2 separate regions of the Gossypium hirsutum genome follow, and region 1 is linked to region 2. The links are chromatin contacts, called in public Hi-C maps. All regions are on one chromosome and are shown on one strand. The core of a region is the stretch at or near the end of the contact, and the rest is flanking DNA. Distances in the headings are between cores, read along the strand shown. Region 1 holds the start of LOC107888763 (40S ribosomal protein S24-1). Region 2 holds the start of LOC107888826.

Region 1 (5,830 bases), core at 1,689-4,188, 200 kb before region 2:
TTGATTAATAAATTTGAGAGGGACTGAAAATATAATTCTACAAAGTAATTTTCATTAGCATTATCAATTTAACATCCACAAAAAGTATATCTTTGGGCGTCATTTAAGTAGACTCTCACCTCTTCTAGCCTTTGTAGGGCTGAACCATGGCTGCTGAAAAGCAAGAGAAAGTGGTGTGGCTTTGAAGAGCACAAAGTGGTTCGAACCCAAAACACTACTTGAACTAGCATCCCATAACCTGCTCTAAATCCTAGAAGTTGTGGGTTCATTTCATGCCTTCTACTTCTCAACAACAGGAATTTCCACATGCACTCACTTTTCAGCATGCCATAAATCTCACTCTTCAACAACTTCAAGAGGCACCCATAGGTTCTCTTCAACACAACGGCACCCAAAGAAAACAAATCTTAATTTGTGTGATCTTTCACATCATCAAATAATTACTCCAAAAAAAGAATATGATCTAAATATTTCAAAATTCTGCACTGCAAGAGTACTCAAATTAGAACAATCAGATAATACAACATCAAAATCCACTTTCGAAAACAAAAAGGTAAATCAGGTTCAAGGACACCTAAACACTTGAGGCAAGGCTAGTAAACAAAAGCTGTTGAAAAAGACTGACCCTAAGATAGACATAGATTTCACCTTTTCTTTCATCCCTTTTAGCTCACTTCTTCTTTGCTGCTTCACTGGCCTTGGTCTACAGAACAAGCAAAATGGTCAGAAAATTGACCCTCATCGATCATCAAATTTTTCGGAAGTGAAATCAGTTCAGGTAAACTAACATGAGAACAAAGAAATAATTTAATCTTACCTTCTTTACTCCACGGATCTTCTTAGCCCTGTTCTTCCTTTCCTTCATTTGCTTCCTTGATTTCTCCACCTTGGTGTCGAGTCCATTCTGAAATAGTAACACAAATAATTAGTGTCTTGCATTGTACCTTTGATGCCCTTAAAAGAAACCAATTCAAACGGAATTAATAACAATGAAAAGACAATAAGTATGTGATAGGGAATCAAAAGAAAATAACTGCAAGAAAACCCAGAAGGTTAAAGTAACATTACATAGTTATGCTGACATAAAGATGAAAGCCCTGGTTCAATGCCTTGCATAACTATGTTGCTTGGACTAAGGAGTGAGTATCAAATACAAAGTATATTCAATTTTTTTATAAATTTTGAAGGACTTTCGAAGGTCATGCCTTCATATCCATATTCAAGTATGTGTCAGATATAGGTGTGAAAAGTCAAAGCAGCATAGTCACATAATACATTATAGGGTAATTCACATTCAGATCACTAAACAAACATAAACTATCATACAAGTCTCAACCCTTTAATTCCATCACGTTATATCACTGAACTCCTATTATTAATATATTAGATTACTTATGCAAACTCAATTAAATAATTTTAATTTAAAAGCCATCTTAACATGCATAAGTAACTTATTCTCTAAACAAAACCAAGGTCGGGATTTCATGCTTTCCCACATGTTCTTTGAGCCAACATTTTCATGAGAATTAGTACAACTTAATTTATTAATAATAGAAATTCAATGATGCAATTTGATGAAATTAAAATGCTTATGACCTACACTGACGTAAATGCTACAATAAGTAACCTAAAATGCAAATCACCCCCACTCGTCTTCTTCATAACCATGCAGTACTCAAGTACAAATTATAAAAAAGGCTCTACTTCCAAGTCCATCTTGTTACTTTTAAAAGGCAACATTGCCTCCGTGCTCACTAGTATCACAACATTGCTTTTTTGAGAATACCAAAAACAAAACTATGTGGAGAAAAATACTTCAGTATGCAGTTACTAATAAAACAGACACACCACTAACAAATCCAGAGAAAATGTAAATAAAACACATCAGAAATTACCCTGATCAGTCTGTATTTGGGCTCATACTTCTTTGCGTTCTCGACAGAATCATATATCAAACCAAATCCAGTAGATTTACCACCTCCAAAATGAGTCCTGAACTTGAACACAAAGATCGAATTTGGGTCCTTCACCTCATACATTCTAGCAAGCTTCTCCTTCAACTCCGCCTAACAATACAGGATCGACAAATCAAAGATATGTTAACACAAGCAGTCCAATTTTCTGGAAGTTAAGACAATAAAACAATGTTATTGAGAATCATTAAACATTTACCTTAGAAACATTGGGCCTCCCAGGATGCAAAACATCAATGATCTACAAAACAAGTAAATAACAAGTTTCATCTTCCAAGTTAACAATTTCAAACATATATAAGCTCATCTGACCTTCAGTTTCCCAAAAGAGCAATTTTATTTTATTGCAGGCTTCATAGTAAGAAAAAAAAAGTCACTTGTTTCCAAATGACAAATCAAGGAAAGACCTAAATTAAGCATCCTACAAGCAAACTAACAAAAAACAAATACTTATTTTCTCTCATTTTCTTCTATTTTCTTTCTTTGAGCAGATCTACAGCCGAACTAAACCTTACTGAAAGCAGGTAATGGAAAATAATGTGAAAGATTACGAAAGAAATAAGCTCCGAGCCTTAAAATTTAACGTTGCCCATTGTTTGGTTAACGAAGAAATGAGCGGGAAAAAAATGGAAATGGAGCTTACGAATTGTTTCCTGGAAAGGAGCCTGTTCGTCATGAACTTCCTTGTCCTAATAGTCACTGCCTTGTCCGCCATGGTTAAGCAAATATCTTCCTCTTTTCTTGGTTTCGACGCACTGGAAGCACCAAAAGTTACAAACAGCGGCAGCAGTTCAAGGAGAGAGAATAGCAATAGCGAAAAAACAAGTTTTTATAGGGTTTCCTATGGAATCGACTTATCACTGATTAGGGTTTATTTTAGGTTTTGAATTTGGGCTTTTTTAGTTTTTGCATCTTGGGTTTTAAATGGGGCTTCCCTTTTTTAACGTTAAGTTCTACAAATGGCTATAGTAAATACTTGAGTCTGCCCTTAAAAGGGTTAATTCTGCCTCGTTGTCCTTTTACTCTTCAAAGTTTTAAAACTTTAATCCTTCTGCTTTTAATTTTAAGAATTTAGTTCTTTTTTTATCTTATTTAAAAACTAAATTGCAATCGGTATGACACTGTTAATAAACTTTTGTTAATTTTGAATATGTGGTATTTTAAAATTTAAATGTTTGACTTAAAAATTAAAGTACAATTATAACATATATTCAAAATTTTTAGAAATTAATTTTAAAAGCAAATAAGTAAAGGGACTAAATTCTTTTGGTTAAAAGCAAAGAGACTAATTTTTAAAAAATCTAAATAGTACAGGGATTGGAAGAATATTATACCCTTGTAAAATTTATTTAACTCTAAATCTAGTTAAAATTTTTCATGAATTTTTTCACTATATCTTGAAATATGATTGTGATCTTAGTAATGATGTACTAATTAAAAATTTTATTACAGGGGCATGTGTGTAAAAATTATGTATTTAATTGATGAAAGTAATAAAAAATATATAATAAAATAAAAATGTTAATATCTTATTAAAATAAAGCTTTGATTTAGTGATAAAAATAATATATTATCAATGTAATTAGTATAGATTTAAATTCAATCGTACCTAGTTTTTTTATTGATTCTTTTAAATAAAAAAATTAAAACGCCCTTGAATAATATAATTTATTTTAATTATAGAAGGACATTTTCTAATTTCTTTAATCGAGTTGGTGTCCAGTTGATTCGTGATACCAACATTCAATTAAAGACTTAAATAATAGTATAGATAAATATGATTATTATTTTTAATTATTGGTTTATTTAGCAACGAAAACCCTCATTATTTTTTATGGATGCATTTTGACAAAGCTTCAATTATTAAAGAGAAGAGGGGTTGAAGACAAAATTAGACCTAAAACTTTTGAATGGGAATTTACAAATGAAGATGAGAGGTTCAAAATGACACTATCGGCCTTCTCTTATCATGGCCACAACTCCCTCAAATTTCACCATCACATTCACCCAAACTCATTCCCCGCAAAACCAAATCATTTCTTGATCTCACCTTCCCTCATTCTTCAAAAAAATATCTCCGCACCCAAAGCTCATAATCTCTCTCCATTCACCATGGCAACTTCTACTTCTTCTTTGCTCCAATCCAACACTTTGAACTTGAAACACTATTTCCCCCTTCATTTGCCTCTTCCTTCTCCTCCTCGCCTATCTCATTTCACTGGAACTTTGGCTTTCAACGGTCAACGTTCGGCAAAGTTCACTGTTAAATGCTTCTTCTCGTCGGAGCAGAGGAAACATTTGACGAGCTCGAGTTTGGGCTCCAACAACCAGTTGAGTTCCAGCTCAAATGACAAAAACCCATTCGAGATTATTTCTCAAACAATGTTAAAAGCTTTGAACGCGTTAAAAAAGCCCGCTATAGCCGCGGTTTTATTGGGTTTGTTGCTAATGTATGATCCTAATAACGTAGCATTGGCTGCATCAGGTGGGAGGATGGGAGGAAGGTCTTTTTCTTCGAGTTCTTCATCTTCGAGGAGTTATTCGGTGCCTAGAAATGGAGGGTCGAGGTTTTCTTCGTATTCGGCTCCTTATTATGCGCCTGCTCCATTCGGAGGTGGTGGGTTTTACATGGGGCCTGCAGTTGGGGTAGGTGTTGGTGCCGGCTCGAGTTTTTTCTTGATTTTGGTTGGGTTTGCTGCCTTTGTTTTGGTCTCCGGGTTCCTTTCGGATCGGTCTGAGAGTAGTGTGCTCACTACTAGCGAAAGGACTAGTGTTATTAAGCTTCAGGTAAGCTTTTGGATTTTCTTTTATTGCTTTTTAGTTATTCTTTTGCTTTAAGTATGTTTGCATAGGTGATAAAGTCCTTGAATGATGTTTAACATTAATGAATCAACTGCTTTCTTTAATCATAAAAAAGCATGCTGATCTCCTTGTAATGATGGTGAAGCTAGTTTTTAGATAAAAAGAAATACTATGTTTTAAGGATTTGTTCCTTTGTTTTTTGCATCATTGATGCATATCAATAAATTAATATCCAATTTCAGAGTGAGAATGCTACCGATCAGATGTGTTGAAGTAAGATATGAAGTAGTGGTGTTCAGATGTATGGATAAATACACGGTTAATCAACATGTCGAAATTCAACTGAATAGATTGAATGTGAAATAAATGTGATATACAGAGAAGTTGTAACATCCGGCATGCTAGACAAAAGACACAAAAGAATGGACCAATCCAAATTAGGAGAAATCAAAGTGAGACTTGAGAATGACCCTGACAAAATCGGGTGTCTATGGAGGAGGGTTGCTTAAATGTGAATTCTGGTAGAATCTTTAAAGCTGACTTTAATATGAATTCCTTTTTGTAATAAAGTGTCAAGACTTAATTTTGTATGAATAATTGTCATGTGAAATGAGCTAGACAAGGAAGAGAGATGGACACAGAATTGTGATGGTTGCCATTACTGATGGAATTCAATTACCATTTGTTCATTTGTAGTCTCTTTGTTTTTATTATTAGGTTGGGTTGTTGGGTATGGGACGGTCTCTTCAAAGGGATCTTAATCGGATTGCTGAAGTTGCTGATACCTCTACCTCTGAGGGTCTGAGCTTTGTGTTGACAGGTAAAGCATTCTAAGATCTGTCTATAGTTAATTAGAGTCTTACTGGAGATAGTGGTGGTGTTCTATGCATTATGTAGATTACAGTTGGGAAGTGAAGATAGATGAAAATGCTATTCCTTTTTAACTGTTGTAGCTATCATTTTTGCACTATCTCCGAGTATTAGCCTAGTCATAAAGAAAATATAATAACCCAAGAGGCCATGCACAAGTCTTATAGCTCTATAGCATAACTATC
Region 2 (5,941 bases), core at 2,442-4,941:
GAATTATTTGTATAAAATTATATGTTTTTTATTTTTATTTTTAGATTTTTATTTATTAAATTATTTGTAATTTTTATGATTGGGTTGGGTAATTGGGTTAGGTTGGGTACTTGGGTTAATATATATTAGATTAGGTATTTGGGTTTATGTTGGATTGGGTTTGAGTGAATAGTGGGCTATTTATATATTATAATTTTATTTATTAATTTTTTTGGTTAAACCGAAAAAATTCAGTTAACCGACCGGTTTCAAACTAAATTAACCGTTAACCGAAAACTTAAAAAATTATTAACCGAACCCGTCGGTTAATCGACTGATAAATCGAATTTGGTTGGTTAATCGAATTTTTTCGGTTTTACCCGAATTTTACACACCTCTAACTGTTGATGCCACACGGGCGTGTGGTCACCTGTGTGATAGGCCGTGTGTGAGTATGCAGCCGTGTGATCGACAAAGGCATGGCCATGCACAGCATACAGTTGTGTGATGGCTTGAGTGTGGCCGTGTGGGCCACACGGGCTAGGCCAAGTGGGGTGTGTGGGCCACACGGGCCTGTGGGACCATAAGGGCATGACACACGGGCGTGTTGATTATTGGGCCAGGCCGTGTGGGTCACACGGGCAAGACCAACCTGGGCGTGTAGGCCACACGGACATGTGGGGCCATTATACTTAGATTTTCCGTAGGGTCTCACCGGTCATCCTAAACGATTGGAGGCTTATCGTAGGGTCGGTAAACGCTATCTAACCCTAAAACCAAGTGGTCTGTTAGACTGAAATGTAGTTATGGGCATGCCTATGTTTGTATATATGTTATCTGTTTACGAAAGCATGTTTAACATGATGTATCTGTTACTTCTGTATGTATATTCTGTTACTGTTATTGGGGTGGGATGATGTATTTTGGAGGAAGTGTTCTGAAAGGCAGATTATGTCTATTATTTGGCAGCATGGCTGCATTATATCTGTTATGTGTCTCGTTGGTACAACATGGTGTGTAGGGCTGGGTGGGTGTTTAAACCCCACATGGTGTGTAGGGATGGTCGGATATGGTGTGTAGAGGATGGGGGTAGGATATGTGGTTTTTGATTCTGATTTGTATGTTTGTATCTGTACCTGATATGGGCTTAGGCCTGAATATGCATCTGTGACTGATTCTAATTTTCTGGTTGTGTGCATGCCTAATTCTGTTGGGTTACACACTAAGTTTATGTAAACTCACCGCTTTTCTGTCCGTTCTGAATAGGTAATCCACAGAGTTAGGCGGATCGGTGCAGCGGATGACTCGACGGTGACCACTCGCCATAAACTATTTTATTTGGTTTTATAGTTTTATTTAAGTTTTGCATTAAGATTTGAGAGTACGTATTTTCTGGGACTGTATGGACTTTTAACTGTTGGTTTTGGTTTTGTTGCTCGATTTATGCATGCTTTACCAAAAAGTTTTCTTTTAAAACAACATGTTTCTAAACAAGGTTTTCTAAATCATGAACTGTTTTGCTAAAATAACACGATTTTTCGTAAGCTTCTATTCTAAATGATTTTTAGGCAAATGGATTAATGTGTTGGTAATGAATACAAAAATTTAAGAGTTGGATAAACGTTTTTGAATTTGTTAAAAACAAATAAGAGCTAATAAACTAAAATGGTTTTATTGTGACGACTTAGTTTGTAAAACTCATTCCATGTGACATCGCCAGATCTGGCCATAAGGTCTTACAGGGTGAGAATTGAAATAATTACATAAGTAATACATATCAAAACCCAATTACATTATGATTTTTCAAACACTCATACGTGATTTAAATTTAAGAAACATTTTATATATAAGTTTAAGTTATAAAATTTATATTATGAGTATTGATACAATGTACAACAATGAGGAGAACATGGAGGGAACTATAGTGGTTTTGAGAAGGTTGATTCACCTCGAGAGGTGGAGAGTTAGAAGAGACAGAAGGACAAATAGAAAGATAAGGAGAAGGTTGAGGATGATAAGTGCTCAAAGGTTGCTAAGGAGGCCAAAGATCCCCTTCTTATAATTGAGGAGAGTATTTGCAAGAGACGTCCTTTTGTCTGTTAGTGTGACGTGACAAGCTATTGTAGAAAGGTTACCATTACAGAATACGTGCAAGACATGCATAATGGGCACTATTCTATTATGAGAGTAATATGTTGTTATGCTCAGGTGAGGCCCAATGGTTTTCAGAGGTGTGCTCATACTTAAGAAGTGTTCATACTTAAAAAGCGAGTGTCTATCAAGATTTTCTACAAATTGGTGGACTATCCCTGAGAGTGGGTGTTACACCCCACACTTGATTTGATTGCCAGATCCGAGTATAAGATGTCATATTCATTGCCGGTGCAACTTAGACTATCTCATTACATAATCATGAAATTAAAATCATAACTATCATTCAAACCAATTTAATCACCAATCATATTTGCAATTACACATTCATAATGTCTAAGTTTCAAATTCATCAAAATACATAGTTAAGAAAAGGTTAAATTTAATGTAAGGACTCAAATCCAAGCTCAACTATCAATTCTCAATGTTGTGTCTTGAGACAAGGGATTTCTTGTCTCGAGACAAACCTCATTTTAATTTAGGTATTTTAGTTTCAAAGTTTAAATTTCTCGAGACAATGAAGTTCATGTCTTGAAAAAAATATCCTCAAGTCTAGAGATTGTGTCTTGAGACAGGCCTCCTATATTTTCCTATTTTAGTTTCGATGTTTTTATGTCTCGAAACAATAGGTTATTGTCTCAAGACTTAGAGCAGAGCAAAAGTTATTAGCTTCAATGTGCCCTTTTCTTGAGACATCATACTCGGATTCGGTGGCTAGGTCAGGTGTGGGGTGTTAAAGCAAGTGGCCCAAGTTTTCCAGAAGGAAGCGAGTGGTCCAGATCCTTTGCCTAGACCGCGGGTCAAACGGAGAGTAAGGATTCGAAAAGCTAGTTATTGAGGTGTCTGGGCATAATCAAAGGGCTGGTAGCGAGCGTCTCTTAGGTAGCTTGAAATGCTGACACATGTCCAAGTCTAGAGGAAATATAACAACACTCTTAATAAAAATTTAAAATATGAGATTGATTTATTATAAAGAAACGAAATTTAATTGATTTATACAACAATACTTAAAAGCTATGATATTTGACAATGTAAAACTCTCATTTTAGTACGGTATAAATGTTTACATATTTTGTCAATTTATTTTTAAATTATTTGAACTAAATTCGATTATTAATATTTTAAAAGTAATCAAATCACCTTTATTTTAACGAAAATAGTGATTAAAACATTATTTTTTAATAATGTTGACATGACAATCCGTATAAGAGTCTACTGTGCTTCATTTAGATATGATACTATTTATGATATATATGCTACGCTAATAAACACTTTAAAAATTATATACACATTAAAAAAATAAAAAATTTTAAAAAATTAGCGTGGAATGCCATGATACTATTTCTATGATTGTTACTTCTAGTAAATTTATTATCTTTACATTCGCTTTCTAGTTATTTCTTATTTAAAAAAAGAAAAAAGCAAAAAAAATATTGAAACTAAATTTACTATTATATATTTTTTTAATATTGATAAATCTTTCACTTTCTCAAAAAAAAAAACCCTCCTTTATTGAAAATTTTATTCTTTATAAAATAAATAATCTATCATTTTTCCAACGAGATTTTAGTGTATTTCCTCTTTCTAAGCTTAAATATTTTTTTAAAGAAAAATAAACATAAAAATGAAACACCATGACATGCTAACCATGTCTTCATACTAAACTATCAAAACCAGATTTTATTTATTTAATTATTTATATGTATACATAATCGTGCTTACAAATTGCAATTTTTTTCCATGTTTTCTTGGACCCACCCTGTGGAACACTTCTTTTTTTTTTCCCCTCCCTCTCAGAGCTCAATTTATTTATAGTCTCACTATATATATATTCTCCACAGTCCAATGAAACTTGAAAAAAAAAGGTTCCATCCAATATTTTTTATTAAATTTTTAATATTTCTGGCTTTACTTTCTTTTATCAGTGAAGAGTAATCTTCAAAACCAGCCTTTCCAGCAACACCCAGTTGCTAAAATCTTTCATTTTTTCCTTTCTTTAAAAAAAAAAAAGAATCTTTTTTATTTTCAAGCTGTCATTATCTGAAGGTAAAATATATTTCCTGAAGAAAAAATATTTGTAATTTATATATTTGCATTCGTTGATAATGATACCAGAGAATTTACAGTGAAAGAACTCTGCTTTTTTGTCTACTTCTCTCTTTGTTGAAGTTCTACTTTACATGAAACATGCCTCCCCACATTCTCTCAGTTTGTCTTTAAATCTTCAGACTTCAGGAAAAAAGTTTCGTTGATGGGTGTCTTCAGTTTATTTAAAAAAAAAAAATACTCTGTCCTATATCAAATCAAACCCTAGACAACCGGTTTTTTGAGGCAGTTTTTAATAACTGGTCAGTTTAAGGTAAGGGCTCACTTCTTTTACTCTTTGTTTCTGTTCCTTTATTTTTTCAAAGTTTTAATTGTGTATTTTTTAGGTTATAATAGTTGAAACAAGAGAAAAAAAAAGTTGAATTTTAAGGATTTGCAGTAGAAAAGAAAAAAAAATGAGGGATTTTCCATCTTGTTTTGGTGAAAATGGAGTGCAAGTGGCTGATTCTTCATCATCATCATCAAGTAGTAGCAAAAATGCACAGAATTTGGTTACTTGTGTTTATCAATGTCGAATTCGGGGTAGGCCTTGTTTAATAACTGTTACTTGGACCAAGAACTTGATGGGGCAAGGCTTAAGTGTAGGGATTGATGATTCTGCAAATCAATGTCTTTGTAAGGTTGATATAAAGCCTTGGTTGTTCTCTAAGAGAAAAGGGTCTAAGAGTTTAGAAGCATATTCTTGTAAAATAGATGTATATTGGGACCTTTCTTCGGCTAAATTCGGATCCGGGCCTGAACCTTTCGAGGGGTTTTATGTTGGTGTTGTTGCTAATAAGCAAATGGTTTTGCTTCTTGGGGACATGAGTAAAGAAGCTTGTAAGAAAACTGGTGCAACTCATATCCCTTGTAATGCCAGTTTAGTGGCTAAGAAAGAGCATGTTTTTGGGAAGAGGGTATTTGGTACCAAGGCGCAGTTTTGTGATAATGGTCGAATTCATGATCTGATAATTGAATGTGACGCGGTTGGTATGAAAGATCCTTGCCTTATAATTCGTGTGGATGGAAAGGCTTTGATGCAAGTGAAGCGGCTGCGGTGGAAGTTCAGAGGGAACCATACCATTTTGGTCGATGGAATGGCTGTAGAAGTTTACTGGGATGTGCATAATTGGCTCTTTGGAACATCACTTGGTGGAAGTGCCGTTTTTATGTTCAAAACATCCATTGTAGCGGAAGAGAAGTTGTGGTTTAGCCAAAACATTGCCAGTCCGAGTTCCTTGCAGTGGTCGTTCTCGCAGAGATTTCAAGATTCCAAGTCGCAGAATCTGGGCTTTTCATTGATTTTGTATGCTTGGAAGAATGAGTAGAGAGATTGTGAAATTCTTCGCGACTCTCAAATGCTAACAAAAAAGCTTTTAGCGAGTGGTGATTTTTGTCTGCTCTGTGAGTTAGTTACAATTAATTTGATTAATAGTTGGTACATTTGTGTTTATGTTCATCTTCTGTTTTTCGACCTCGAGTTAACTCAACTTGAGCTATTAATGTATCAAAGACGATTTTTTCTGTTCTTAGTTGGCTGTATATCCTCGATACATTAAATTTAATCCTCAATTTTGTTTTATGAAAAAAAATCTTCAATGGATGGTTGTTCGAATCTTCTTTTAGCTGCAGTTTGAGCCGGTTTGGTGCACACGTTGACTAGCCAGGCGGAAATCTCCTCGAATCGTCACCATGTAAGTATGCCAATTCTAAGACTTGGTCGATG

The links. Hi-C and Micro-C count contacts between places; a contact is called where the count stands out from the background.
Region 1: a Hi-C map of leaf shows a contact between it and region 2, with 3 times the contacts expected there. The contact joins the promoter of LOC107888763 here to the promoter of LOC107888826 in region 2. A contact is called at or near these places in 2 of 34 Hi-C or Micro-C datasets (both in leaf).

What each region holds. Positions count from the first base shown.
Region 1 is chrA11:109,394,715-109,400,544 of Gossypium_hirsutum_v2.1, reverse strand. LOC107888763 (40S ribosomal protein S24-1) reads right to left here and starts at 2,938. Exons shown (of 5, transcript XM_016812966.2): 1 at 2,617-2,938; 2 at 2,173-2,214; 3 at 1,896-2,066; 4 at 818-904; 5 at 465-703. The coding sequence starts at 2,688. The coding sequence ends at 671. LOC107888772 reads left to right here and starts at 3,925. Exons shown (of 6, transcript XM_016812977.2): 1 at 3,925-4,760; 2 at 5,493-5,595. The coding sequence starts at 4,086.
Region 2 is chrA11:109,190,915-109,196,855 of Gossypium_hirsutum_v2.1, reverse strand. LOC107888826 reads left to right here and starts at 3,691. Exons shown (of 2, transcript XM_016813058.2): 1 at 3,691-4,489; 2 at 4,563-5,747. The coding sequence starts at 4,632. The coding sequence ends at 5,543.